7 separate regions of the Mus musculus genome follow, and regions 1, 2, 3, 4, 6 and 7 are each linked to region 5. The links are chromatin contacts, called in public HiChIP or PLAC-seq, Micro-C and promoter capture Hi-C maps. All regions are on one chromosome and are shown on one strand. Each heading gives the region's core, a stretch centred on a gene start, on an enhancer-like site or on the middle of the called end of the contact. The rest is flanking DNA. Distances are from core to core; before and after follow the strand shown. Region 1 holds the start of Gga2 (golgi associated, gamma adaptin ear containing, ARF binding protein 2). Region 2 holds the start of Palb2 (partner and localizer of BRCA2). Region 3 holds the start of Ndufab1 (NADH:ubiquinone oxidoreductase subunit AB1). Region 4 holds the start of Ubfd1 (ubiquitin family domain containing 1). Region 5 holds the start of Scnn1g (sodium channel, nonvoltage-gated 1 gamma). Region 6 holds the start of Hs3st2 (heparan sulfate (glucosamine) 3-O-sulfotransferase 2). Region 7 holds the start of Plk1 (polo like kinase 1).

The links. Promoter capture Hi-C pulls out the DNA fragments that hold promoters and counts their contacts. HiChIP or PLAC-seq counts read pairs in DNA pulled down with a chosen protein or histone mark. A called contact is a pair of places that touch in the nucleus more often than the background predicts.
Region 1: a contact with region 5 is called in a promoter capture Hi-C map of trophoblast stem cells, with 3 times the contacts expected there. The contact joins the promoter of Gga2 here to the promoter of Scnn1g in region 5. A contact is called at or near these places in 8 of 39 promoter capture datasets (cranial neural crest, embryonic stem cells, frontonasal cranial neural crest and 3 more), 2 of 15 datasets of contacts at CTCF or cohesin (large pre-B cells and stem cell-derived epiblast-like cells), 6 of 484 Hi-C or Micro-C datasets (the HPC-7 cell line, embryonic stem cells and trophoblast stem cells), 12 of 115 datasets of contacts at active chromatin or transcription factors (the NIH/3T3 cell line, differentiating embryonic stem cells, embryonic hindbrain and 6 more) and 1 of 9 other capture datasets (pancreatic islet).
Region 2: an H3K27ac HiChIP or PLAC-seq map of embryonic stem cells shows a contact between it and region 5, with 5 times the contacts expected there. The contact joins the promoter of Palb2 here to the promoter of Scnn1g in region 5. A contact is called at or near these places in 2 of 39 promoter capture datasets (hippocampal neurons and liver), 1 of 15 datasets of contacts at CTCF or cohesin (embryonic stem cells) and 3 of 115 datasets of contacts at active chromatin or transcription factors (embryonic stem cells, large pre-B cells and pro-B cells).
Region 3: a CTCF HiChIP or PLAC-seq map of embryonic stem cells shows a contact between it and region 5, with 12 times the contacts expected there. The contact joins the promoter of Ndufab1 here to the promoter of Scnn1g in region 5. A contact is called at or near these places in 5 of 39 promoter capture datasets (the HPC-7 cell line, hippocampal neurons, liver and 2 more), 2 of 15 datasets of contacts at CTCF or cohesin (embryonic stem cells and pro-B cells), 9 of 484 Hi-C or Micro-C datasets (B cells, the G1E-ER4 cell line, the HPC-7 cell line and 5 more) and 3 of 9 other capture datasets (embryonic stem cells, liver and pancreatic islet).
Region 4: an H3K27ac HiChIP or PLAC-seq map of epiblast stem cells shows a contact between it and region 5, with 5 times the contacts expected there. The contact joins the promoter of Ubfd1 here to the promoter of Scnn1g in region 5. A contact is called at or near these places in 12 of 39 promoter capture datasets (the 3T3-L1 cell line, the C10 cell line, the HPC-7 cell line and 6 more), 3 of 15 datasets of contacts at CTCF or cohesin (embryonic stem cells, pro-B cells and stem cell-derived epiblast-like cells), 8 of 484 Hi-C or Micro-C datasets (B cells, the Ba/F3 cell line, the G1E-ER4 cell line and 5 more), 9 of 115 datasets of contacts at active chromatin or transcription factors (T-cell acute lymphoblastic leukemia, astrocytes, bone marrow-derived macrophages and 6 more) and 2 of 9 other capture datasets (embryonic stem cells and pancreatic islet).
Region 6: a Micro-C map of embryonic stem cells shows a contact between it and region 5, with 1.7 times the contacts expected there. The contact joins the promoter of Hs3st2 here to the promoter of Scnn1g in region 5. A contact is called at or near these places in 1 of 39 promoter capture datasets (maxillary cranial neural crest) and 3 of 484 Hi-C or Micro-C datasets (embryonic fibroblasts, embryonic stem cells and neural progenitor cells).
Region 7: an H3K4me3 HiChIP or PLAC-seq map of embryonic stem cells shows a contact between it and region 5, with 5 times the contacts expected there. The contact joins the promoter of Plk1 here to the promoter of Scnn1g in region 5. A contact is called at or near these places in 2 of 39 promoter capture datasets (liver and pre-B cells) and 3 of 115 datasets of contacts at active chromatin or transcription factors (embryonic stem cells, epiblast stem cells and large pre-B cells).

What each region holds. Positions count from the first base shown.
Region 1 is chr7:122,019,261-122,022,856 of GRCm38.p6, forward strand. Gga2 (golgi associated, gamma adaptin ear containing, ARF binding protein 2) reads right to left here and starts at 1,938. Exons shown (of 17, transcript NM_028758.2): 1 at 1,729-1,938. The coding sequence starts at 1,828.
Region 2 is chr7:122,131,672-122,135,685 of GRCm38.p6, forward strand. It overlaps Palb2 (partner and localizer of BRCA2), which reads right to left and starts at 1,275. Exons shown (of 13, transcript NM_001081238.2): 1 at 1,049-1,275. The coding sequence starts at 1,096. It overlaps Dctn5 (dynactin 5), which reads left to right and starts at 1,370. Exons shown (of 6, transcript NM_021608.3): 1 at 1,370-1,510; 2 at 2,498-2,566; 3 at 3,381-3,499. The coding sequence starts at 1,463.
Region 3 is chr7:122,099,735-122,103,399 of GRCm38.p6, forward strand. Ndufab1 (NADH:ubiquinone oxidoreductase subunit AB1) reads right to left here and starts at 2,114. Exons shown (of 5, transcript NM_001360744.1): 1 at 1,921-2,114. The coding sequence starts at 2,088.
Region 4 is chr7:122,064,650-122,068,485 of GRCm38.p6, forward strand. It overlaps Ubfd1 (ubiquitin family domain containing 1), which reads left to right and starts at 2,549. Exons shown (of 7, transcript NM_138589.2): 1 at 2,549-2,835; 2 at 3,015-3,344. The coding sequence starts at 2,634. Ears2 (glutamyl-tRNA synthetase 2, mitochondrial) reads right to left here and starts at 2,437. Exons shown (of 9, transcript NM_026140.3): 1 at 2,256-2,437. The coding sequence starts at 2,394.
Region 5 is chr7:121,732,405-121,736,051 of GRCm38.p6, forward strand. Scnn1g (sodium channel, nonvoltage-gated 1 gamma) reads left to right here and starts at 2,075. Exons shown (of 13, transcript NM_011326.3): 1 at 2,075-2,139.
Region 6 is chr7:121,390,142-121,393,818 of GRCm38.p6, forward strand. Hs3st2 (heparan sulfate (glucosamine) 3-O-sulfotransferase 2) reads left to right here and starts at 2,155. Exons shown (of 2, transcript NM_001081327.1): 1 at 2,155-3,073. The coding sequence starts at 2,589.
Region 7 is chr7:122,158,033-122,162,037 of GRCm38.p6, forward strand. Plk1 (polo like kinase 1) reads left to right here and starts at 1,403. Exons shown (of 10, transcript NM_011121.4): 1 at 1,403-1,918; 2 at 2,504-2,672; 3 at 3,475-3,619. The coding sequence starts at 1,511.

The DNA of each region.
Region 1 (3,596 bases), core at 688-3,187, 290 kb after region 5:
CAGAGCTCTTCCTAACTGCCTGGCAAGAACTTCGAACTTCATGACACAACTGCTCCTCCACACAGGTGGGGGCGGAGTGGGGAAGCATCTACCACAATTACTTTTGATCCCCGAAACCAAGGATCCTTCGTACACTCATCTCCTGAGTCCATCTATGTACAGGGAAGGAAGACTATATGGGTGATGGTAGTCCTTTCTGGGTTTTGTTTAATGTTTTGTTGTTGTTGTTGTTTGGTTTTTGTCTGTATGGTTGGTTTTGTTTTGTTTTGTTTTTTCCCAGACAGGATCTTACTATGTAGCTCTAGCTGTCCTGAAACTCACTACGTAGGCCAGGCTGGCTTCTCCCTCACAACTGCTGGAATTGGACTAGTGTGCACTGCTACAGTCTGGCTCCAGGTCTTTAATTAAAGTAATGTGCATGCACGTGTGCTTACATTAAACCCTGCTGATGGGTTCAGATAATCCTTTCGACTCCTGATCCCCACTCCCTTCATTCCTATTGTAACCACCATCACCCCACCCCACCCCACCCCAGCTATCTAAAGACCTTATATATCTACTCCAAGTCTGAAGTCTCACCCTCAACCAACTCACCAGGTGGAACTGCATGTGGTGCTTTCAGTAGAAGCGAAGCTGTCTCCAACAGCTTCTCCTACATGTTGAAATAGAAAGCTATAGGCCTGCAATGACTCAGAAGATAAAGGTGCCTGTGACCAAGCCTTGTGGCCTGAGTTCGAGCCCTGGAACCCACAGAAGAGCCTAAGGAGAGAAACGACACCCTGACCCCTTCCCCAGTTGTTCTCTGTTCTCCACGAGCCAGGAGCAGCACGCCCCACCCCAAATACACAACATGTAATAAAAATGTTTAAATAATGCAGTCCCTTCTGCGGCGCTCACGCGTCTTACTTCATTAGCAAATTAGTCTGAGGTCTCTTTTCTGGATTCTCTGAGCTTTAAGCTTTGCACTCCTGGCCAACAGGCCTACTCGCTCCCAGAATGTTGTACATTCTCATCCTGAGTTTTTGCAGTTTCCTGTCTGGAATATGGCCTCCTCCATTGTCCACACACTGTATACCAGCTATGACAAGCCCCAGGTAAACAAAACAGCCCCTAACTACGTTCAACAAGCGCCCCTCCTCCAGCTTCTGTTGAGAAGGTGCTGTTCTGGTAGCCAGTAGCCAATGAACATGTCTTTGTGAGCAATGTCCCAGTGTTACCATCTCAGTGCACCCAGCACGTAGTGGAGCCCACCCAAGGGGTGGATTCTTTATTCTCTCTGAACCTCAATTCCTCAGATAAAGAGAGAACCTTTAGAACCGCACCCCCAGAGATCACCGTTAAGCTAAGACAAGGAACAATTAAGTCTGGCCAGAGTAAATATGCACCGAGGCATAAAAGCTGGTTTTGCTCTTAAAGGTAGCAGCCACTTAAGCTCTTAGACTCAATGATCTGCAAAAAAGCTGCATCGCCCGCACGGGTTAGTAAACCCAGGTACTCTCGGTCCTGCGACCAGACTAACAATGGCTGAAACGCTTTCTGCACAGTGCTTGGCACAAGAGATCGCTAAGCATTCGCGCTCCAGCTGTTAAGTGGTGCCGCCCGGCCACTGAGCCATGGCGTGGTCTGAGGTCCCCAGAATCCCCTGGGTGAGTCTAGAGGCCCCCTCCCGCCGCGGAGGACAACCAGGGCGGCGGGAAGCAGGATCACGTGTGGCGCGATGCTACTCACTGAGCCACAGCTCCAGCGCCGCCGCTGCCCCAGGGCCGCCCTCCGCCGACTCGGTCCCTGCCGGGGATCCGGTCCCCGCTGCCACTGCCGTCGCTGCCATCTGCCCAGCCCAGCGCTGCGGCCGCAGTCACTCCTGCCCAAAAGCTGCAGCCACCGCCGCCGCCTAGCCTTCGCTCCAGCTGCCGACGCGGCAGACACTGAGAGGCACGTGACGGGGCGGGCCCTATTGGACACGCCCATTTCTGGGCCCTGTCCCGCCCCCACGCACCTCCTCCCGGCCACCTCCAACTCACGAGGTCTTTTTTTTTTTTTTTTTTTTTTTTTTTTGTGCAAGACCACTTGAAAGGTCAAAAGCCAAGCTAGTTAGGTATTGATTGTCCCCTCTTCTTCAGAAGCAGGGTTCCCAGAAAAGATACTGGACGCCTGGCTAAATCTGAATTTCAGATAAAGAATCATTCTTTCAGCATTTTTATTAGGGTCTTCTCCGAGTATGTATCTTCCATTCGGGTTTCTGACACACTTTTTTTTGATGACACATTGCATCATAATTCATAAAACAGTTATTTTTATGAAAAGATACTTTTCTCAAAAAAACAGGTCAGAGGCAGGCGGATCTCTGAGTTTGAGGCCAGCCTGGTCTACAAAATGAGTTCCAGGACAGTCAAGGCTACACAGAGAAACCCTGTCTCGAACACCCATCCCCCCCCAAAAAAAAGAAATAAAAAACAGGTCGTGATTCTCATACCCTAAAAAGTGAACACATTAATTATATATAAACATACCTTTTTCTAACTGTTTTGAGTTAAGGTCTCATGTAACCAGCTGGCTTTGATCACTGCATAGCTGAGGAGGACCCAGAATTCTTGGTCATCCTGCCACTGTGGTACAAACTTGATTACAAGAATGTACTACCAGTACAGCTTTGTTGTTATGGTTTTTGTTTTTGCTTTTGAGAAAGGGTTTCTCATACTCATTAGTCCAAGATGGCCTTTGAATGATAAAAGCTAAGATCCTAAAAACCTGTAGTAAAATCCTTTTGCCTCAACCTCCCAAAAGCTGGAACTACAGGTGTGAGCTACCATGCCAGCCTAACATGAAATATTTTCCTTTATTTAACTCTTGAACTTAAATGAAGGAATCAAGTAGATGTTGTATTAATATGTCCACAAGAAAAGCCAAAGAGAAAAATCTATGTAAAAATAAAGGACTGTTGAGACAAACATGCAAATGGGCATAAGACTGGCTCCAGCCAGTGGAGAAAGAGGTCTGTCCAGTGGACAGGATTAATATGCATGTCTAGAGGCCAGCATAATTTTGCCATTGCTGTCAATGATCTACTACTAACAACTCTGCTAAGACTGAAGGAGGCCTTAGCCTGGAAGGCAGTCAAGACTGCGCACGAGGTCCCTCTGAAGCACCAGATCCTTCCACACTGTCCCTATCATTCCCCACCCTCAATGTCACACCCCAGTACATACACACACACACACACACACAGAAGGATTTTAATTTGCATAGACCTGGACCACCAGCATACCAAATGGGGCTTGGCATACCAGTAAGTATCTGTTGAATGGACACATAAATAGTGGGGACAGTCAGGGGTAACTCTAGGACTTTAGGCATATCATAATCCCAAATGTACAAACATTTTTTTAAGTTTTTATTTGTATGTGTGTTTTGCCTGCATATATATCTATGCACCACATGCAAGCCTGGAGCCTGAAGAGGCCAGAGAGTGTGTCAGATTCCCTGCAACTGGAATTGTAGACAGTCCTGAGCTGCCATGTGGGTGCTAGGAATTGAACCTGGGTCCTCCAAAAGAGCAATACATACTCTTGACCACTGAGCAACCTCTACAGCCCTAC
Region 2 (4,014 bases), core at 25-2,524, 400 kb after region 5:
AAATGGCAGATACTTTCATAATGTGCTTCAGTTAGTCCTAGGGAATTTTGTGACTTTAATGTCCAATGACTCAATTAGCACTCACAATAACCCTAACAAATAGATTCTATTATATAATCATCCTCCTTTGAGATATGCAAACTGAACAGAGAATAAGCAGTTCCTCCAGGATGCTGCCATTTATAACTGCTCCATTTAACACCCCCCCCACACACACAGAGGTTTCATATCATATATATTTTGATTCATAATAGCAGCAAACTGCAGTTATTAAGTAGCAACCAAATTATGGTCATGGGCCACCACAACATGAGTAATTCTGATCTTAACCTGTTATCTTGTCCTCAATCTTATCAGTAAGTAGGAGTTATCTTGTTTATTTGTAAATGATCTTTACCACCCTTAGAAGGTAAGACAGGATAGGAAGACAAATTAATGTGAATTCTAATTTTGCACAGAAAGCACAAGAACATGGAAGTAATATTTAAGTCTTGCAGGAGAATAATATTCTGAGCCTGAAAGAAATGAGAGCTCCTTCTAACTACTACACTAAATTTGTATGCACACACACAACACCTGTTCATTATATGTAATATTTATATTATTTTCTTCCCCTCATCTTGTTCCAACGTGGGTCTTAAACATGGAGAACACCAGCTGCAGAACCAACCAGAGTACACGTTATAACCATCCCCTTCTCCAATGTAAACCTATTTTGGAGGTCAAGCCCTAACAGACAAACACGAAAATGTATATATATAAGGCTGTTGACGTGACGTGAAAGATTTATGTGACGGGGCCGGAGTGGAGTGGGAGAGAAGAGGGCCTCTAGGTTTACCTATATGTAGTTTTACACCTAATATTTATGCAGTGCCACTAGAAGATGGGTTTGGCTCGTCTGCATTTTAAGCTTCGCCACCCGAGCAGCGCGCTCGTCTCAGTGACTTCTCGTGGAGGCTGTAGGTAGGAGGACACTGCCTCGGATACAGGAACTAGGTTTGAAAACCCAGCCTAAAGCCCTGGGTCACCCTTCCCGCAACCCGGGCACCTTTTCCTTCTCCGCATAGCTGAGGGGCTTCCCGGAAAGCTCTTCCATCGGGTTGGAAGCCGAACGCAAGGAGCAGCCGTCTCCAGCCTCGGGCCTGTGGTCACGGGGACCCAGCCAGGGCTTCCTAGGGCCAAGAGGAACCCCTGGGAAGAACGGGGACCTAGTTCACCCCCACTATGTTCCTGCCGAGCCACACAGGTTCCGCGCGCTAGCCGCTCTGGCCAATTAAAACCTCTGTTCGCTCTGCGCACGCGCAGCTGGAGACTGCCGAGCGATCGAGCAGGCTTGACTAGAGGAGAGTCGAATGAGAGTCCAGGGCGGGGATAGCGGAAGTGGCCGATCAACCGGAAGTAGCTGGAATCACCGTCTGCCTGAGCTACTGACAGGATCCTGAGGTTCAGAGAGGGGGAAGCCATGGAGTTGGGCGAACTGCTGTACAACAAGTCGGAGTACATCGAGACGGTGCGCGTGTGGCGACCCTGCCGCCGCTGGCAGTCACGGGACCCTCGAGGACTGGACGGTCGCCCCTCCCGTCCCGGCTGCACTGGTTCCCGTTCCCTCAGTCCCTTCCTTGGATGACTTAGAGATGCTTCGTGTTTCATCTGATTGTTATTTAGTCGGTGCATGCATGCATTAGGCTCTCTTCTCCTTCATCTCGTGTGTGTGGGTGTGCTGTGTAGCGGGGGAGGAAAGTGTGGATGTGGGAGAGTTTCTATGCATATATATCTATGTGTGTGCATATACACACGCCTGAGTTTCCTGTTAAATAATGTCTTCCAGAGGAATACACAGTACAGCCTATTCATTCTGTATATAAATTACATTTTCAGACTCCGGGCCCTTTTTAAAAATAATATTTCACAGTCTGCTTACGTGCTAAGACGTTATTGTTTCTATTCGTCAACTCATAATACAACATATGTAAACTGCCCCCGTTAGGGTTACTATCATTATTTTTTCTGTGTGTCTGTGATCATGGAAAAGTAATTTTCCTCACTGAAGGCTATGAAACCGTAATATGGAAGTGGGGTCTGAATGCACATCAGTCATTAGACCGCTCATTAGATACCGATCCTGAATTCATTTCTTGAGCTCTCAGTTCCTGATCTACCCTTGCTCTTTTGATAGATTGGATTCAGTTCCTGAGTGCTCTTATCACGGAGCCGTGCCCACAGCCTTCCCCCCCCCCCCCCAGTGCATTCCTTCTCCAGTTTGTTTTTGTTTGTTTGTTTGGTGATGGAGTCTCACTTCATAGTTTAGTCTAACCCCAAATTCACAGTCACCCCACCCAGAGCTGGGACAGTAGGGGTGCAGTATACATTCAGGCCTCATTCATTTTTAGACTGCCCTTCATTTGAAGTAATTTTCTCCTCAATGTGAGCTTTCATGATGGAAACTGTAGTCCAGAAATCCTCTGTTTTTTCACTCCAGATTTCTGTTTGCTTTTAGGCATCTGGGAACAAAGTTAGTCGCCAGTCTGTTTTGTGTGGAAGCCAGAACATCGTCCTCAATGGCAAGGTAAAGGGCACAGGCAGCTTCAGGAGGTTACCCTTATGCCTTCAGCTAGTCACTGTATCAGCAGGGTATATGGGATAGTGCTGTCTCCAATTTGTCATTTCCAGTTCTCTCTCTTTGTTTTTGTTTTTTTAAACATTTATTTATTTTATGTATATATGAACACATTGTCACTGTCTTCAGACACACCAGAAGAGGGCATTAGATCCCATTACAGATGGTTTTGAGCCACCATGTGGTTGCTGGGAATTGAACTCAGACCTCTGAAAGAGCAGCCAGTGCTCTTAACCGCTGAGCCATCTCTCTAACCCCTCTTTCTTTGTTTTCATTTTTTTCTCCAAATTAGATTTATTGAATGCACAAAGACGATCAGGGAGGAGAAGCCAAAAAAATTAGAGAGCGGCCCATTAGATGGGGAATAAAGAAGCTTTAAGGAAGAGGGTGGGGAGGGCAGTAACACGTGAAATATAACAGGAGAGAGCACAGGAGACACAGGGCAGCTAGACAGAGGGAGAAGAGAGGGGAGGAATTTCTTCTAAACAGAACGTGAACACTTCTGTCATTTTCTTCAGTATTTTATTTAAATAGGATTTACATTGCATTAAATATTATGAGTAAGAACATGGTGGTGGTGGAGGGAAGGGCCAGAAATCTTTTATGTCTGAACAGAATGCAGTGGCAGATTGTTCTCTGTGCTGTATTGTGCCTAGGACTACTAGACACAAAACTCATGAAGAGGCAGTATCTTAAGTACTTTAAAACAGAATTCAGGGACATGGACTTAACTGGTATTTTTTACACGTGTTTTGCTTTATAGACCATTATAATGAATGACTGTATCATCCGAGGAGACCTGGCAAATGTAAGAGTTGGACGTCACTGTGTCGTGAAAAGCCGTAGTGTCATAAGGCCACCGTTCAAAAAATTCAGCAAAGGGTATGTGACTTAATTACCTGTTTGCAATCCTAGGCTCCATCCTGTTCTGGTGATGTTGCCCATGACCATGTGTTTAGATGTGTAATGAGAAGATCTGGCCATTTGGGGGCGCTGCATAAGCGCTCACAGTAATGAACCTCTCTCTGGGTGTTCATTGTTGGCTGTCAGGAAGAAAAGTCCCTACAAGAAACAGACAACCGAACACAGATAGTAAAGCCTGAGTAAACGGTAAAGCTGGAGTTTCCTCTCGAATGTATTCCAGAATCAGATAGTGCTGAGAAATTTGGATTTTTAATTTAAAATTAAAGAACTCTCAGGACTAGTGTAGCCAATAGTTTCTTAAACTGCAAGTCCCTGTATAATCATTGCATAACTGAATGTGGAGGGCTCTGACAACAAATGAAAGGTTTCTGAGTTTGTAAAACCAAAAATTAACTCAAAAGGAAATACAGAGTGAATCCAAAGTTTCTGGCAATATCTGCTCATGATACATCATCTGACGCTGCTGCAGCCTC
Region 3 (3,665 bases), core at 864-3,363, 370 kb after region 5:
AATAAATAAATAAATCTTAAAAAAAAAAAAAAGAAAAGCACCTTCCCTGTGGTCAAAACAGGTTGTCTCAGCAGCGTTCTTCCCCAGACTCACATGTGACATAAATCGTCTCTAAGCACCAAAGATGGCACTATGTGCAGTGACTGTAAGCTGGCCTGATCCTGATGAGTTACCATCAGAGTCTATCTTGCTCCCCTTTGTCTTCTGTTTATGAAAAAAGCTTTAAAGGCCATGTCTGTCACCTGCTCACTGCAAACCTCTGGAAATGAAGCACCTCAAACACAGCTGTTTGACATAAACCCTCGCCTCTTCAAAACTCTCCCTTGTTCTACTCTCCATATTCTGGAAACTTCCAAGCCAACTGATTTCACTCATCTAAGCTGGGTGAGTCAGAGAAAACCCTTTAACAAAGCTTGCTTACCATCTGCTTTCTGGCTGTGCAGAGGACATCCACAGTCCAATAACAAATCTAAAATGTTTTGCAAACAACTGTGTCTCCACATCTGTGAATGACCGTAACCAAAACCATTCTGTAAGCATAAAGCAGTTCCTCTACTATCTGTATAAAGCAGACAGAGAGCACACCACCTGTTCAAAGCATGGTCCCAGGACCCCATCTAGAAAGCCCACAAAAATACTTTATGCACAACTTAAGTTTGAGAAGTAACATTTTAGCTTAATCTGAAATTGGTCTCTAGATCCTAAGGCACAGCAGCTTTACTGCCCTTTTTTTTTTTTTAAAGATTTATTTATTACATGTAAGTACACTGTAGCTGTCTTCAGACACACCAGAAGAGGGCGAAATATCTCGTTACAGATGGTTGTGAGCCACCATGTGGTTGCTGGGATTTGAACTCTGGACCTTCGGAAGAGCAGTCGGGTGCTCTTACCCACTGAGCCATCTCACCAGCCCCCTTTACTGCCCTTTTAACACTTTTATAATGACAACCTTTTGGTCTAGCCAATGGGACAATGGCCTGCCTATCTATTACACTGTCGGTGAATCTCAACACAGGATGTAGAACCTTAGCTCTTCTTGTAGCGTGCAGGTGTGACTGAAACCACTACTTCAGGAAGGTCACTGAGTATGAGAATCGGTTCTTCAACTTGGCCCAAAGTCTACTACAGTACTTCCTAACCTTGCATGCACACTGGAACTTAAAACGCCATGCCAGGGCTTGATACCAGCGGAAAGAGTCAGAAGGGGAGCGGGAAGAGGGCTAGTTAGGGTTGAAAGTGACATCCTCACAGAGTTTAAGCCCCACACTGGTTTCATCAAATATGCAAACTACACAGGACTTGTTTCCTATCCTTACTTCCAGAAAGTTCACAGACAAAAGGTGCCACAGGGGGGAAATTACAATAGAACTCTGGGAACCTAGAGAATACTCTGCAGAGGACTATTATGGGCAAGTGGCTTTCCTCTTGTGTACGTCCTTGGAAGTGACCACGGTAATTGCCAATCGCAGTAGGTGCTCTACTCGAACTCTCACCTAAACTTCATTGCCACTCCGCAAGGATGAGAGCTGGTGTCCAATTTTGTTCTTCAGTCAAGACTGGGTCAAAAGCCGGGCATGGTGGCGCACGCCTTTAATCCCAGCACTCGAGAGGCAGAGGCAGGAGGATTTCTGAGTTCAAGGCCAGCCTGGTCTACAAAGTGAGTTCCAGGATAGCCAGGGCTATACAGAGTCTCGAAAAACCAAAAAAAAAAAAAAAAAAAAAAAAAAAAGACTGGGTCAAAGTCCTGTGCTCTAATCATAAGACACTTAGCTTCGCGACAGGGGTCAACCAAAACCCGTCAGGCAGTGGGGCTAGCCGTGTACCCCATCACCCCTGCAGGTTCTGTGCAGCCCCTCCCCCAACCCGGACGGCCCGGGGCCCTGACCCCTGACTAGCCCCGGCAAAGTCACCGCAAGTCACCTGCGCGAGCGCCAAGGCGGACTGCAGAGCCCCGGGTCTCCTCCGGATTCCCTCAGGGCATAGGGTGGTGCTGAGCGGCCGCGCCAAGGCCAACGTGGGAAGCCGGGGCAGCGGCGCGAAGGCCGCGGGCAGGCGGCGGACACAGGCGCAGAGGACACGAGACGCCATGGCTACGCCAACCCAGGATGCACTGCGCCGCAGCCTCCCGCCGCGGCCGCAGCTAGCGCCGTACGCCGGCGACGTACAGAGCGGCGCTTGAGGGCTGCGCGGGCGCGGGCGGACCCTAGCGGCTCCCAGCCGCGCTGCACCCACCTCCTTTAGAAGGACAAGGGCTGCTGTGGTTGCAACTGCACAAATGCCATCTAACCCTAAACACTGTCACTGACCCAAAAGAGAAACCGACTTGATTCTTCTCCCAAAGTTCTGAAATATATTGTTGGCTGTCAGTAGAGAGGAAGCGCCTAGCCTCGCCGAGACTTGAAGTAGCGAGGTACCCAGGGGGGTCCCCACCATCTCAGAGACGGAGAAGGGGATGGGGATGGGGGAAGGATTGTGGGAGGGGCTGACCGGGAGCGGGGAGGTAAAGTGAATAATTAAAAAATAAATAAATAAAGAGAAGTTTTAGGCAATCAACAATATGGGTTGGCCCACAATCAGCGAAAGGGGCACTCTCAAGCCTCAAATTAATTCATTAAATAAGGTTTTTCCTCCTAAATAAAAAGGATAGAGAATTTGAGAGGGGAATATGCTAGATTGTGAATTTTATAATGTCTAGCCTATGGGAGAAAGAGGCAGGAATTTCAGGGCAAAATCAACTCGACAGTAATTTTTTGCCTTTTCTTTGTGTCCCTTTCTGCAGAATGGTATATTAAAACTGCATCATTTTCAGAAAAAAAAAAAAAGTTGGGTGGGGATCATGGCATAGTGGCAAACAACATTAATACCATCACTCTGCAGCCAGGAGGATCTCTGAGAGTTGAAGAACACCCTGGTCTACACTGCAAGTTCCAAGCCAGCCAGGGCTACATAGTGAAACCCTATCTCTGAAAAATAAAATATGTCACGTTTCTCCCATAGCGCTAAGATTTTGTTATTGTTGTTTCAGTGAAAACTCAGTACACATTATAAGTGTGAGTTTTAAGACTAGTAGCCAAGTAGGTGTGACTGTCACGTCCTCATTCCCAACTCCAGAGGCTGAGGCAGGAGGATCATCTTATGGTGGTAGCCTAGACTACATAGCAAGGCCCTGTCTCAAAATAGATAAATAAACAAATAACCCCCCCCTCCACAAACCTCCCAAACTCCGTGTGCTTACAGTAACCTGGAGACCAGGAAATGGTGAAGTACAACAGTACATATTTTAAATTTTGATAATGCATGGATGTAGGGAATTTGCCTAGCATGACCGTTCTAGGTTCAGTCTGCAGTACAGCCAAAAGCGAAACTGGACAATGTGTGTATATTACAGATTAGGCAGGTTACTTACAGCTTTGCAGGTAGAATTCATTTTGACACTTCAGGATCTGAGACGGTGAACAAAAATGGACAAGTGAAGCCCACACACCAACTAGACACTAAGCAGGCAGACACCAAAGTCAAACTCCTGCACTAACGCACCTTCAAAGTGCCCTTTCCTTTGTTTTCAGCTAAGACTTTCTGGTGTAAGTTGAACATGCCTAGAAGCGGCCCTGTTCATCCCTCTCAATATCAGAAACGTGTACCCCATAACCTAAAAAATGTGCCTA
Region 4 (3,836 bases), core at 1,299-3,798, 330 kb after region 5:
AGGCAGCACAAGACAGGAAATGTTTTTCTGGGTACCTGGCTGACCTGGATCAACACTAATTCTATGTGAGGCTTTCAGCAAATTATTGCAAACCCACAAAACGTGTAGTTCTCAGTGGAACTGAGTCTTAGGAAATTTAAGACAGAAGATACCAGAAATCAAAAATCACACCCTTCACATTATTTACAGCTGGATTCAAATTCCATATCCAGGGACAGGGCGAATGGCTCTAGTCCCTGCTGTACAAGCCTAACAACTTGACGGGCAGATCCCTGTAGCTCACCGGCTTCAGTAAATCAGTTGAGGACTAGGTTCAGTGACTTCCTCATAACCACAAGACACAACATACACCACACATGAAATTTTAAAAAGTAATTGTGGCCGGGCGTGGTGGCGCACACCTTTAATCCCAGCACTCGGAGGCAGAGGCAGGCGGATTTCTGAGTTCGAGGCCAGCCTGGTCTACAAAGTGACTTCCAGGACAGCCAGGGTACACAGAGAAACCCTGTCTCAAAAAACCAAAAAAAAAAAAAAAAAAAAAAAAGTAATTGTGCCCATTATTAAGAAGTTGCTAACCTTTGGAAATTCATTTAGTTTTCACAAGTTTCAATTTACTGATCTGTTAGTGGGCTTAAAAATGAAAATCAGGCTGGACCTGGTAGACTGAACCTTTAATCTCCTCACTCTAGAGACAGAAACAGACAGATCTGTGTGAGTTTATAACAACAGCCTCGACAAGACAGCAAGTTCCAGGCCAGCAAGGGTACAGCAAGGCCCTGTTTCAACAAAACAAAAACACCTAGATCCTTAATAATGAGGTTGCTGGGATACCTAAATGTTGACCAAAGTAGAATTTCAAGCCAGGTCTGATGACTCATACCTGTGACGCCAAAACCTGGGAGGCAGAGACAGGAGGATTGCTGCACATTTAGGGACAGCATGGTCTTCATAGTGAGTTCCAGGCCAATCGGGTGATACAGGGAACTCTTTCCAAGTTAAAAACCAAACAAAAACCCAAAAATGTAAACTTTCAATTAATTTTAGCTATCATAGTGATCTACACTGCTTGTCAACTCTTTCCCATTTGGGCTTTTCCTGCCAGTCAGCAAAGAAATGAAAACAGTAATTGTAGTAGAGGCAGTGCTTGCTAAGTGCCTCTGCTGTACTGGCTCAAACCCGTCAGACAGGCACTATTATTAGCCCTACTTGACAAATCACAAAATTGGGACATAAACAGAGCAAATAATTCTGCCAAAGCAACACATCTAGGGATTGGCAAAGACAAAAATATAGATGCAGAAAATGCCAGGCCTTGGATGCCTGCATAAGTGCTTCTTCCAACAAGGTGAGTATCCCAGTTCATGTTGACCATAGGTAAACACAGACACTGTGATACTTAGATACTTGCAGTCATTTGATAAGCTATTTTACATCACTGAGACTAACAAAAAGAAAGATGATTTTGTTCTCTCGGTTTTGAGACACTCATTTTCTCCCTAGCAGTTTCGTTTATATCAGTCTTAAAAACAGATTCACAACAGTTAACTATGAACCAGGGCTTCTACCACATATCGAAGTTCCACAATCTACATTGCCTGCCTGGAGGTAATGCGTTCTTCCTGTGCAGCTGAGACTCAGAAATATCTTTTCCTGCTGACCCTAGACCTAGAATGAACGGTTGCTCAGTGTGAACAGGGTAGAAGGTGGCTTGAACTAAAGGTTGGGAATTTGTGGGAAGGGAGGAGACACAGAATTCCTAGCAAGATATACATGGGCCTCTGTTTTCTTCTGACTTGCTAAGCTGCCAGCAAACTCAGGCTTTTGTGCATGTCGTTTCCTCTTAGGCTTCAAGCGGGTCTTCTTGACACTTGTTCTCAACTCAAATGTTACCTCTTCAGCAATACCTTCTAGGGCGCCCTATCCCGCTTCACTGCCAAAATGGACACATATGACTCTAGGATTTGTCGGTTTCTTCAAAGCCAGAACCCTGACTTTTCAATGACCACTGCATTATAGCGCATAGGCCTTGGCATAAAGTCTATACGCTCTGCACACAGCGTGCAATAAGAAAGGACAGAGACAATACAACAAGGAAACTTCTAGCAATCTCAATCACTTCAAATCCTAGCCCTCCACCTCCGTCTCTTTAAAACGGGGTCGCGCAGACAACCCCGGAAGGGACTGTTTCTGGAACTTTCGGGGGCGGGGACGGGAAGGTGGGCTGCGGCGAGCGGCGTCACGTCCGTTAGGATTACCTGTGGGGCTGGGAGCGAAGCGCACTCGCACCGGGGCCCCGGGATCTGGGCCCAGACTGGCCTCGCGCCGCCCCACGCGGTGCCCGAGGGCCACCACGTGCGGCTCGGCCAGCAGAAGCCTCTTGAGGGGCGCCGCCATGTGGACTAGAAACACACACGTGGGCTCCTTCGCGCGTCACTTCCGCTCGGCGGGGGGGAAAAAAATCACTCCAACCAATCAACTTTCGCCACAGCGAGCGCGGCCCTGCCACTTAAAGGCGTAAGCCGCCTATCTGGGCTGCTCACGCCCCTCTGGACTAGGGCGGCGATGCGCCGCCGCTCGGGGACCGAGCGCTGCGAGCAGGCGATCTCCCAGACCCGCCCCCTCCGGCTGCGGGAATGCTAAAGCGTGGCAGGGGCCGGCCCGGGAAGCGGAGGAGGCGGGTCTCCATAGAAACCTCCACCTGTTTCCGGCCAGCCTGTGTGAAATTAGGGGCTGGTGCGGGGGCCAATCTCCGCCAGCTCGCTTCTTCCCGGCGGCCCCTGCGGTCGTGGTGGGTGTTGTACACAATCATCATGGCGGCGGCCGGAGCCCCGGATGGTGAGTGTGGCGGGGAAGGCGGTCGGTCGGCGGCTGAAGAGCTTGCGGACGCTGCCGGGGTCGTGGGACCGGGCCTGGCCCCGGAGGGAGGAGCGTGGCGCGGCAACGACGGTGCCCGGGCCCGTTCTCGTCGCAGGCCGGGCTCGTGGCGAGCACCCACCCCCCTAACCCCTTTGCAGGCATGGAGGAGCCAGGCATGGACACGGAGGCCGAGGCTGTGGCCACCGAGGCGCCCGCACGGCCCCTCAACTGCGTGGAGGCCGAAGCAGCCGTAGGGGCAGCGGCGGAGGACTCCTGCGACGCGCGAGGCAACCTGCAGCCGGCCCCGGCCCAGCCCCCTGGGGACCCTGCGGCCCAGGCCTCGGTCAGCAACGGCGAGGACGCGGGCGGCGGTGTGGGCAAGGAGCTGGTGGATCTGAAGATAATCTGGAACAAGACCAAACACGACGTGAAGGTCCCTCTGGACAGCACGGGGTCCGAGCTAAAGCAGAAGATTCACTCCATTACAGGTATTCGAGGAGCTGACACCCGACTGCTTCTACCCACGACCTACCTTCTAGCTCTTGATGCTTACGTCGTGCTAAACTGTTAGCGATTTTCTTGCGCCTAGACTCCCGCTATCCTCACTGCAGTTTTCTGAAATCAGTACTTGTATGTCCATTAGTAATCAGAGAGGGAAAATTAGGCCCAGAATGATAGTGGTACCACCAAGTGGTGGAGTGAGATGCAAGCCTGAATCTTGAGTATTAAGGCTCACCCTTCTAACTAATGTTGGACTGTCATTGCTAGGCGCGGTATTTATGAACTTTACAGGAGATTCTGAACAGGTCCAGTATTTAGCCACGGATTTATTTTCAGCAGACAGATCAGTTTCATAAGGGAAGTTCATGAAACAGTGTTATCAACTGTCCTAATGGCCCTTTATAAATATTCATACATGGCCGTTTTATTTGTTTTGGTTTGCTACTTGAAATACTTTCCTTAAAGCTTTCTCCATGTAT
Region 5 (3,647 bases), core at 825-3,324:
TTTGATGGGCTTAAGTACATGTGCCTAGGGGCTTAAAAAGCTGCCCCCATACCTCAGAAGATGGAAGACAGGGCTCTTCTGTAATATAAGAACAGACCATGTAATGTCATTTTATATAAAAAAAACCTCAATATATCTAGAAACAGTGTATATTTAAAACTTTCAGACTGGAGAGTTGGCTCAGTATTTAAGGCCATGCACTGCTCATGTAGACCACCCAAGTTTGATTCCCAGCACCCATATCAGGTAGTTTCCTACCACTTATAACTACAAAGGATTCTATGCCTTTTCTGACTTCTGCAGGAACCTGAACTCATGTGAATATTCTCTCTCTCTCTCTCTCTCTCTCTCTCTCTCCCTCTCTCTCTCTCTCTCTCTCTCTCTCTGACACACACACACACACTTTAAAAAATAAATCTAAATTTAAAAATAAAACCCTCATCACATTTAATATGTAACGGATACATGTGCATGTATATATGTATATATTCCAAATAATAATTGTCAGGTAGGTTTTCTAGTATGATAAACTACCACAACCAAAAGCAACTTGGAGAGGAAAGGGTTTATTTAAGCTTACACCACCAGATAACAGCTCATCACTAAGGGATATCAGGGCAGGAACTCAAGCAGGGAAGGAACATGGAGCCAAGAACTGCAGCAGAGGCCATGGAGGAGTGCTTTTTATTGGCTTACTCCTCACGTCTTGCTCCCTTGCTTTCTTGTGGCACCCAGACTTCCTTCCAATCCAGGGATGGCACCACCCACAGTGAGCTGGACCCTCCCCCATCAGTCATCAACCAAGAAAATACACCACAGGCTTGCCTACAGGAAAATCTTGTGGAGGCATTTTCTGAAACTCTTCCACCGAGTTAACATGTTAACTCATGTTAGCAACAAACTAGCCAGCACAATGATTCTACTAACTTATTTAGGGAGGGAGGTGGATTGCTTTGTTAATTCTTCACCGTGAGCATTGATTGCAAGAAATACTGCTTAGGGATTTTAGGGGATTTTTTTCTTTACGTTGATGGTCAATAATGCTTGACATGTTTCTACCCACCAAAAGTTGTGATCTTTGGTCAGGCAAAAGAGGCATCTCATGGGAAGCCAGAGGTCCAGACGTCTGAGACCCATGCCCCCCTGATGAAATAGAGCACAGGCTGGACTCAAATTCGCTATGTAGCTGAGGAAGGTCTCGTGCTTCTGAGCCTCTTGTCTCACCCTCAACCCCAGATCTAGCACAGTAAGCGTGAGCCACCACATCCAGTTTATATGATAGTGGGGATCAACCCCAGGACTTTGGTTATGTTAAACAAGCACTCTACCAACTGAGCTACATCCTCAACTCAAGAACCTGCGTTTTAACAAGGTCTGTAGGTGGATATGAACACGTTTATGTCTAAAATGTTTGAATACTTAGTGACACGCTGTCTTTTGTGGGGCCATGTTTCTTCCCAGCTCAAGGGGATTACAACTTGAATACCTATCTTGGATCCCTCACAGTTTCAGCGGTCTAAACTTATTTTTAATAGTCAATTTGTGTGAGTCCCTATGGAAAGACAATGACAGGCCCAAAGAATAAATGATCTGTTTAAATAGCTCCTGTTGCCCACAGCAGAACTCTAGATGATGCCGAAGCAACTGCGTATCCTGACCAGGTCGGAAGGGTGAGGGATAAGAGGCTGTGTGGAATGTCTTCTGGAACTGAGATAAGAGACCTCCTGCGACCTGGGTCAGAATGAGGCAAATGAGGTGACTCTACAAAGTACTCTGGGGCTGTGACCCAGCGGGAATGCAGGTTGCAGAGTGGCCTCTGGGAGGCAGCAAGCTTGCACGGTGCCACCACGAGAAGCAGCGCAGCCCGGGTTGAGGCGCGGAGCTGACTCTGGACAGCAGATGGCACTGCGGGGTCGCGGCCTTCTCCGGGCTAAGACAAGTCGGGGGTGGCCCGGGGAAAACACCTGGGCAGGTGTGGGCGGAGTTTGAGTGGGGAGGAAACTCTAGGGGCGGGGTCTGAGCCTGACCCACTGGCGCTCCTGGCCGTGCCACTTGGAGATGCTTGGCTTTATGAGGCCAGAAGAAGAGGAGCGTCTCCAGACTGTACACAGGCCAGCCGTGACCCTTCAGTTCAGAAAGGTAAGCCCAGCCGCGTCGGGTCAGTTCGATTCCGGGGTTCCAGGTACGTGAGCAGCCACAGGGCGTGGTGGCTTCCAAGAAAAAGATTATTCTGTCCACGGGTGGCGGGATGCTGAGACATCCAGAGCTTGGCTTGTGATACAAGAGCTGAGCGACAGGCGTTTCTGAGCCGGTGTGCGTGGGAGGAGCGCATCTCGGATCTTCTCTGCCTAGCTCACCCCACTTGAAGAGCATGCGTTTGACAGCGACTGTTCTTTCAGTCGCGGGAAAGTTTTTCTTTAGAGGTGCCTGCTGCAGAAAGAATCAAGCACTTGAAGCGGGCTGATTGAAAGTGGAGCCCTTGACTGCAGCGTTGCGATAGCTGGCACGAAGCAGACGGCTTTTGCCGCAAAACTACGCGCCAGGTCGCTTCCCAGACTGCAGCGAGTCAGTGGGGGTAGCTCGGTCCCAGGGCCTTGAGTCCTGGCTTCGGAGGTTCAACCTATTTCCGAATAGCACCGTGGCATGGCGGGAATCAAAACATTGCCCGAACCCAGGCTTTTGTGCCCAAGTTCTAGGATGAACAGAGCCTTGCAAACTGTCACTCCTCGCCAAGCTTCAGTTTCCTGACAGGGACAGAGGCAAGGTTCGGGGGCAGGTGAGGGAATAGAGAAGTGTCAGGAAGAAAAACGGGGACCTGGAATTTCGAAGAATTCGTTCGTTCTTTCATACTGTGTGGCCTTGGGCAGATTACCTAACTTCTTTACACCTCCATTTGCATCTCTGTGGGATGGGGATAGTAATAACACCTCATTTAGTCTGTAGTGAGAATTAAATTAGGTGCAAATGTTGGAATAGGAACCCTGGGCACGGTGTAGCTGTAACTGACGTCTGCCATCATTCTGCAGCAGCTGTCGCCTGAAACCACTATCATTATTTAAGCAATAACACAACTAGTATGTGTTCTTGGGTTCAAATCCTAGCCCGGACACTTTCTATTATGACCTTGGGCAAGCTACTTAGTCTATCTGTGTGTCTCTGTTTCATTTGTGTAATAGGGAAATGATGATATCTACCTGGGAAGACTGTAGAGCGCATTCTGTGAGCTAACCTTTGAGATGAGTTCTGAGCGTATCAGCTTCAAAGTCCTCTAACAGCACCGGGTTGAATCAAGGCCCATAATCTAGTAGAGCTACAATCTTGTTTTGCCTTAGAGTTGAAATATTTATGTGAACATTCTGGAGTCTCCTCTCGCATGACTGGCTGGTCCTCTGCGGACGAGATGAGTGGGAACCCCAAGAATCCAGAATTCACCTTTTGGCAAACATCTGACAGAGGGACCCATTTCTTTTCTTTTCTTTCTTTCTTTCTCTCTTTCTTTCTTTCTTTCTTTCTTTCTTTCTTTCTTTCTTTCTCTTCCTTCCTTCCTTCCTTCCTTCCTTCCTCTTTTTCTTTTTTCTTTTTCTTTTTCTTTGTGACAGAGTCTTATTACATAGCCTTGGATGGCCTAAAACTTGATAATTTGATAG
Region 6 (3,677 bases), core at 905-3,404, 340 kb before region 5:
CTCTCTCTCTCCTCTCTTCTTCTCTTTCCCTCTGTCTCCCCCTCCCCCACCTCTTCTCCCTCCCTCTCCCCCTCTCTCTTTAAGTAGGCAGGGATTAATGCAGAGACTCAAAACTGGTCAAAGCATTGAGAATAAGTGACTGAGAGTGCCCACCCCCGGAAAGGACATCTACAGCACATGCTTCCCAAGGCTCAGGGAACGTTAGAGGAGGGGGAAATAAGAATACAAGAACTGGAGGATGAGAAGGAGAACTGTGAAGTGATGCTTTCTGAACATGTCAGGGTCATTGCCTTCATGAACTCACAGTCACAGTGGCTACCTGCACAACATCCACACAAGGTCAAGACCGTCAACCTCCCCCTATAGACTGATAGGGAGCTTATGGGGCCCATTCATGGCTGGGGAGCTACTGGCAGGTGATGGCTGCCAGTGAATCCTTTCTCTTCGGAGGTGTGGCGACTGGTAAGTTGCTCATGCTGCAGAAGATGGACCCACACCCAGTAAGCTGTGGGAATTACTAATTGAACTTAGTGGGTTATTTTTTGAAGAAGAGGAGGAGGAGGAAGAGAAGAAAGAGGAGGAAGACAAAGAGGAGGGAGACAAAGAAGGAAGAGGAGGGTGAGGAGATGAAGAAGAGGAGGAGGAGAAAAAGAGGAAGAGGAGAAGGAGGAGGTAGGAGATGGGGAGAAGAAATGAAATTGGGAGTGAACATGTTAGAGGGTTCTGGGAGCTGCTGAGATTGGAAGTGATATGATATGAAATTCTCAGAATAAATAAAAATATTTTTTTATAAAATAATCCAAAGAAATGCGAGGAAACGGTAATAGTATGGTAGGCTTTAACAGTTATCAAATTACTTATCATGTACTATATGTATTAGAAACTAGTCCCTACAGCAGAGAGCTTGATCTAAGTTTTCTAGGGATGGGCTTGGTTTAGAAACAGAGCATATTTCCCAGTTTGAGCAAGAATACACAGACCTTGTCCTGAAGTCATCGTCAGTCTAACGGAAGCTGAGGGGGGTGGTGGGGTCATACAGCCATCTTGTGAGGGTCTTCTCTTTGGGAACACTGGTCCAGGTTTTTAGGGGATGTAAATCCCACCTGGAATGCAGGGTTCTAACCAGCTAGGGTTGGTCACTGGGAGCTGTTCTGAAGACAACCTCTTGACAATCATTAGATGTAGAAGTGCTCTGTCCTTTATTTCCTCCTGCTTTGTCACTGTGAGGAAACCAGTTATATGCTGACCCTTATATAGCGTCTGGTACCCTGGACAGCTCCCTGGGGAGCAGGCCACCGCTAGGGGGCGGCCGCCAAGAGATGAATAAGTCTGAGGCTCTGGGGCTAGCTTGATTTCCAGGCCCAGTAAGGGGGCGGGGGGGGGGGGCGGGAGTCGGGGTGTGTGTGTGATGAGGTGGTGTGCAAATTGGATAGAGGTTTGTGCTCCATGGGTGCGAGACAGAGTGAGTCGCCTGGGTGTGAGTCAGCATGCGGGTGCTAGGGGGCTCGGTAACTAGTCACGGAATCTCACTCTCCTCCACCCATCCATTTTGCACTGTGCGCCCAGGTCCCATGCGTGTGCGCACCCTGCACGATGCCAGATTCCAGGCTGTGTGTATTGGTTCGGCGAGATGGCTGGGGATGGGGTGTGTCCTTGTTGTGTTCCTATCTTCGGGTTAGGTGTATTCTTCTCTCCACCCTCTGTGGGGTGTTGAGGAGTGTCCGGATTAGAGTGAGCTTGTTCCTGTGCTAGTGTATGTGTGGTGCATGTGTGGGTAAGTGTAGTGGAACCGAGTATCAGGGTTGGGTGCTTGCATGAACACCCGGGTCTATGTGTAGGGTGGGTGTTGGCGTAATCTCAGGTGTCCAGAGGCCGGAGTGATGGGGGTGTCTAATCTCCCACAGGAGTACAGGACATACCTGCCCACCCTCCCTTCACCTCCCCAAGCTGGTCAAGGCTCCGTAGGGAGCAGTCCTCATGGGGAGAACCTGGGGAGGTGTTGTACCTGAGAGGAATAAGAGAGTCAGGGTGCAAGGGGCGGGCCAGGTCCCCGGGTGCGGCGCGGGCTCGGGGGACCCGCGCGGCTGACGTCAGGCGACTCCTTAAATAGAGCCGGTAGCGCGCTCCACTCGGCATTTCCCGAGGAGCCAGAACGCGGCCGGCGCCAGCGCCACCGTCCGGTCCGCTCATCCTCCCGCCGGCACTGCCGCGCGGCCACAGAGCGTCCCCAGAAAGGCGCTCGGAGCATCCGGAATGGGGCTTCGGGCGCTGGGCGCGCTCCGAACCCGACGCGCGTGAGAATCGAAGAGCGCCGGGAGCCGCCCGGCTGTCCAGAGCCCTCATCGCTTAATACCGGGAGATGCTGGCAATGCAGCCACCTGGTCCCCGAGGAGCCACCGTACCCGGGACCCCCGGGCACGGTGCTTGCCCAGGCCAGCTGCCCCCAGAGGAGATGATATCCCTTACGCCCAACGCGCACAGCGGGGACAGCGCCACGCGAGCCCTCTAGGCAATCGCAGAGCCACGCAGCAGCTCCGCCGCAGGTGCCACCTCGGAAACCATGACCCCCGGCGCGGGCCCATGGAGCTATGGCCTATAGGGTCCTGGGCCGCGCGGGGCCACCTCAGCCGCGGAGAGCGCGCAGGCTGCTCTTCGCCTTCACACTGTCCTTGTCCTGCACTTACCTGTGTTACAGCTTCCTGTGCTGCTGCGACGGTCTGGGCCAGAGCCGCCTGCTCGGCGCACCGCGTTGCCTCCGCGGCCCCAGCGCAAGCGGCCAGAAACTTCTGGCGAAGTCCCGCCCGTGTGATCCCCCGGGGCCGACGCCCAGTGAGCCCAGCGCTCCCAGCGCGCCCGCCGCTGCCGCTCCAGCACCGCGCCTCTCCGGATCCAATCACTCTGGCTCCCCGAAGCCAGGCACCAAACGGCTGCCCCAAGCCCTCATTGTGGGCGTCAAGAAAGGGGGAACTCGGGCGGTGCTGGAGTTTATCCGCGTGCACCCGGACGTGCGGGCCTTGGGCACTGAGCCCCACTTCTTCGACAGGAACTACGGACGAGGACTGGACTGGTACAGGTAAGAGGGTCACGACAGCTCCACTCTGAGCTTTGGGTTCGCTCCATCCTTAGAGTAATTCCTTGCCTGTCTTAAACCGGCAAGTGGATTGTGGGGTGACTACTGTAGAGGGTCCACCCAGAACTTCCCGGAGACTGACTCTTCATGACGCTCTTTGAAGCGCAAAGGGAAAGAGTATTCCTCTTGTCCCTGGGGTCTCTGGAAGGTAGGGGACATTTCTAGTCAAAACTAGGTGCTGGCTGGAGGGCTGCCTTCTTTGTCCAGTTTTTAGGGCGGTTGGAGCTGGTTCCCTAAGGCAAAAGGCTCTACTCCTACCCCTAAGCTGATCTTCCCTGGCCTGTGTGGCACCTGCAGTTGAGAAAGGGAAACCACCACAAAGGCCCTGTGTGGTGATTTCTGCCTGGTAGGTACCCATTCTTAGGGCAATATGAGAGTGTGTCCTGAGTTCTCGCAATGAGGAGAATGCCAGTCTCTGCTGTAAATATTCGCTATGTTCTGAGGCTCACTCCTCCAGCAGTTCTAGTCCTGAGCTGGTGGGGTTGGAGTGTAGGAAGGAACCTTCGCTTTTGGTCCTGTCTCTGACACTTACATTGAGCAAGTTCCT
Region 7 (4,005 bases), core at 153-2,652, 420 kb after region 5:
GGGATTGAGGGTGCATGCCCACTCCTGGCAAGCTTAAGTTTTTGGAGACAAAGCTCTGCCTTATTCAGAAAGTACAATCGTTACCCAGAGACTGGGAAAGACAGCAGCACTGCCATTTTTTGCTCAATCCAGCAATTGGATCTTGCTAAGACCCTCCTGGGGGAACTAGAGCAACAACAGCTTCTAACGGAAGGTATCACTTAAGTGCCCAGATAGGCAGGGGGGCAAAGAGGGTGTCTGGGAACAGTGACCAGAGCTGGCCGTTTTTTTCTATGAAAAGCCACACGCCTGCTCTGTGTGGCCACTCTTTTTACATGTTGTAAATCCATTTTTTTTTTTTTTTCGAGACAGGGTTTCTCTGTATAGCTCTGGCTGTCCTGGAACTCACTTTGTAGACCAGGCTGGCCTTGAACTCAGAAATCCGCCTGCCTCCCCAGTGCTGGGATTAAAGGTGTGTGCCATTACGCCCCGGCTCATTTTTTTTTTTTCCTAAGTGAAGGCTGAACGGACACTTCGGCAGGGCAGACTTGGCCTTGGTATACCGGCATGCTAGCACTCTTCTAACCAGCTACCCCCCCACCTCTGACTAAAAAATTAATTTTTTCTATTTGGGGCTCTGGGCCACACAACTTGGAACAACCCAGGTAACCTTGCATCGCGGGGCAGACGTCCGGTGTTTCTTACATATCACAGGGCATAGGAATCATCTGAAGGTCTTGTTTGACCGGCAGGTCATGCCTGGGAAGTTTCTTTCCTTTGGGGTTAGTGGAGCGGTAGCTGAGGCTGATCTCGGCTAACTTGTAATCCTGAACCCACGCCCCTCCTTTGCCTTCTTAGGGAATTCCAGGTGCTGCAGATGCTGCTGGCCTCCTGCGTTGTTCAAGAGAAGGGTTGAGTTACTTCTCAGGGGCTGGGAGCCCCTAGTGCCACAGAGGAGATCGGTCCGTTGCGCCGTGAAGGTGCATCTGCCTGCTGAGCTTGCTCAGTTTTGGGTTTATTTAGGCTAGCCGGGGAGAGGGCTGTCCACCGCGGAGGCGGTGCACTCTCAAGCTACCGGTTGGCCTGGAGTTTCAGTTCTAGAAGGCCGGGTCCGGTGGAGGAAGGTGTTAGATCTTAACAGTTAGGAGAAGCCCCTGGAGGAGGCGCAGGTGAACCACATGAGCACGCCCCAGCCGAGGAGCAGAAAGCAGGACAGAATCCTGTTCTTCTAGGGATCTTCACGTAGTTGCTTCGTTCCTGGTTTCCCAGGCAATCCTGAGCAAACGCAGTCCTCCAGTCCCTGCCCATTAAAAATTTCGCCGGCAAGATCGGAGTTTAAAGGCGGCTGCGCCGTAGAGCACTCCCATGGTGCCGCGCGCTGGGCGGGTTTGTATTTTAAATCCCCGCGGCCAATCAGCAACGCGCAGGCCCTTGTAACGTTCCCAGCGCCGCGTTTGAATTCGGGGAGGAGCGGAGCAGAGCAGGACCCTCTGCACCGACTCAGCCAGGTTCGTGGAGCAACTTCGGCATCATGAATGCAGCGGCCAAAGCTGGAAAGCTGGCTCGAGCACCAGCCGACCTCGGGAAAGGTGGGGTTCCGGGAGATGCAGTTCCCGGTGCCCCAGTGGCCGCCCCGCTGGCGAAAGAAATTCCGGAGGTCCTAGTGGACCCACGCAGCCGGCGGCAGTATGTACGGGGGCGCTTTCTGGGTAAAGGAGGCTTCGCCAAATGCTTCGAGATCTCAGACGCAGACACAAAAGAGGTGTTCGCAGGCAAGATCGTGCCTAAGTCTTTGCTGCTCAAGCCCCACCAGAAGGAGAAGATGTCTATGGAGATCTCAATTCACCGCAGCCTAGCACACCAACACGTCGTAGGCTTCCATGACTTTTTTGAGGACAGCGACTTTGTATTTGTAGTTTTGGAGCTCTGTCGCAGGAGGGTGAGTGTTTCAGTCGCAGTGCTGGGGCTCCCACACCTGGAACTTGCTGACAAAGGGGCACCGAGGTTTTGGAGTGACCTAGAGGAGTGGTTGGGTTTCAAACTTTTATGGAAAGGCTTCTAGCGAGGGTACTTGGCACTCCGAACTGCTGAGGCCGGGGTTCTGGGGAAACCGAGACCAGATCCTGTTGCTATTAGGGATGGAGCTCCCAGACGCAAGGCAGCGAGTCGGTACAGGAAATGGATTCATAAAGTGGCTAAGGAAGGGTCCCAGGCTTGGTGTGCCACGCACCTCTAACTTCCGGAGTGGGGCAGGGTCGGGGGAGGGGGCGGCTGTTTGGAGTCAGATTTTAGAGCTTTCAGGAAAGGGAGGGAATCTCCTGCCAGGAGGAAGCCCTGGGTAGGGGAGTCGAGAGTGGGGTTGAGAGAAGACTCAGGAGAGGGTCTGGTGAATGATAGTGACCAACCAGTGTATGGGTAGAACTATCAGAAACCTGCTAAGACTCTCCACTCCGAGCGTCTAGTCCTAGCCACATCCAGCTAGCCACTCTTCTTGGACTTCAGTGACCTCTTTCTCCCTCCTCAGTCCCTCCTGGAGCTGCACAAGAGGAGGAAGGCACTGACCGAGCCTGAGGCCCGCTACTACCTGCGACAGATAGTCCTGGGCTGCCAGTACCTGCACCGCAATCAGGTCATTCACAGGGACCTCAAGCTGGGCAACCTCTTCCTGAACGAGGATCTGGAGGTGAAAATAGGTGAGGTGCTGGGCCTTCGGGTGTCTGGTGTCAGGGCAGGAGGGGACAAGGAGGGGAAGGTGAGGAAATAGAGATGCTGCCCTCTAGTTAGGAAGTGGAAAGTGTGTGTGTGTGTGTGTGTGTGTGTGTGTGTGTTTGTGTGTGTGTGACACTTTCCTTGCCTTTTTTTTAGATGCATTGGTGTTTATGCCTCAACTCAGTAGTTTTGAACTTGGGGCCCCTCCCCCAAATGCTTCTCTATAACCTAGCACTGAGCCAGACCCTCAGCCAATTTCAGGTCTGGACTTACGCTGTAGAGTATGGCAGGCAGCATCTCCTCAGGTGTCTCTTTACTAAGCTGAAAAACCTGCCCCCTTGAGTCTGATTGGCCAGTCCCTAGATCCCTGTCACTTCTCCACACACTTGCCCAGCAGCAGTCACGAAGATCATCTACTTGATTCCCCAGTGCATCTAATTCTGCTATCCTGTGCATTTTAAATTTCATTTACTTATGAATGGAGACAGGCTAACTTCAAGGAGTCAGTTCTTTCTTTCCACTGTGTGGGTCCCAGGATCGACGTAGATCATGTTATCAGTCTTGGCAGCAAGCCCCTTTACCTCCTGAGCCACCTTAACCACCGTAACCCTGCTATCTAAAGAGGTGTGTGGGAGGCTGGCTAGGGCCAGTACAGTGGAAGGGTTCAGGGACTCTGGGGCCTCAAGCCACTAGTTCTCAATGCTCAGGATCAAAACAGAGCTGCCTGCAACCACAGACAGCCCGGGCTTAGCAGCTGAGCACCCTCTCTTCTTTCCTCTGTCCCAGGGGATTTTGGCTTGGCAACCAAAGTGGAATATGAAGGGGAACGAAAGAAGACCTTGTGTGGCACTCCTAACTACATAGCTCCTGAGGTGCTGAGCAAGAAGGGACACAGTTTTGAGGTGGATGTGTGGTCCATTGGGTGCATCATGTAAGTTGGCAATGGCCTTGGCTCCTGGGCCTCAGCAGGGCTTTCTGAGGCTTCTCACCCAGTTGACTTTGCCATGTGAATCTTTCTACCTTATAGAAAGGCTGTTTTAGTGGACAGGCTGTCCCACATGAAACCCTGCTTTTCATATATCAGTCTGGCGTAGGCTGTTGGATTCCTGTAACTTGACTTGTTGGTCCAGGGAAGGGATCAAAAAGTCCCTGAACTTTTCCTCCTGGCCCTTGGTGCTTACTAAAAGTATGCACAGATCCAAACCATCAACACCTGAGAGCTTGTTAGGAATTCAGAATTTCAGATCTGAACCTGGGTTTAATACAATCCCTGCCTGACTTTCCATGGAGCATTGGAAGTCCTGCTGAGTGCTGAAG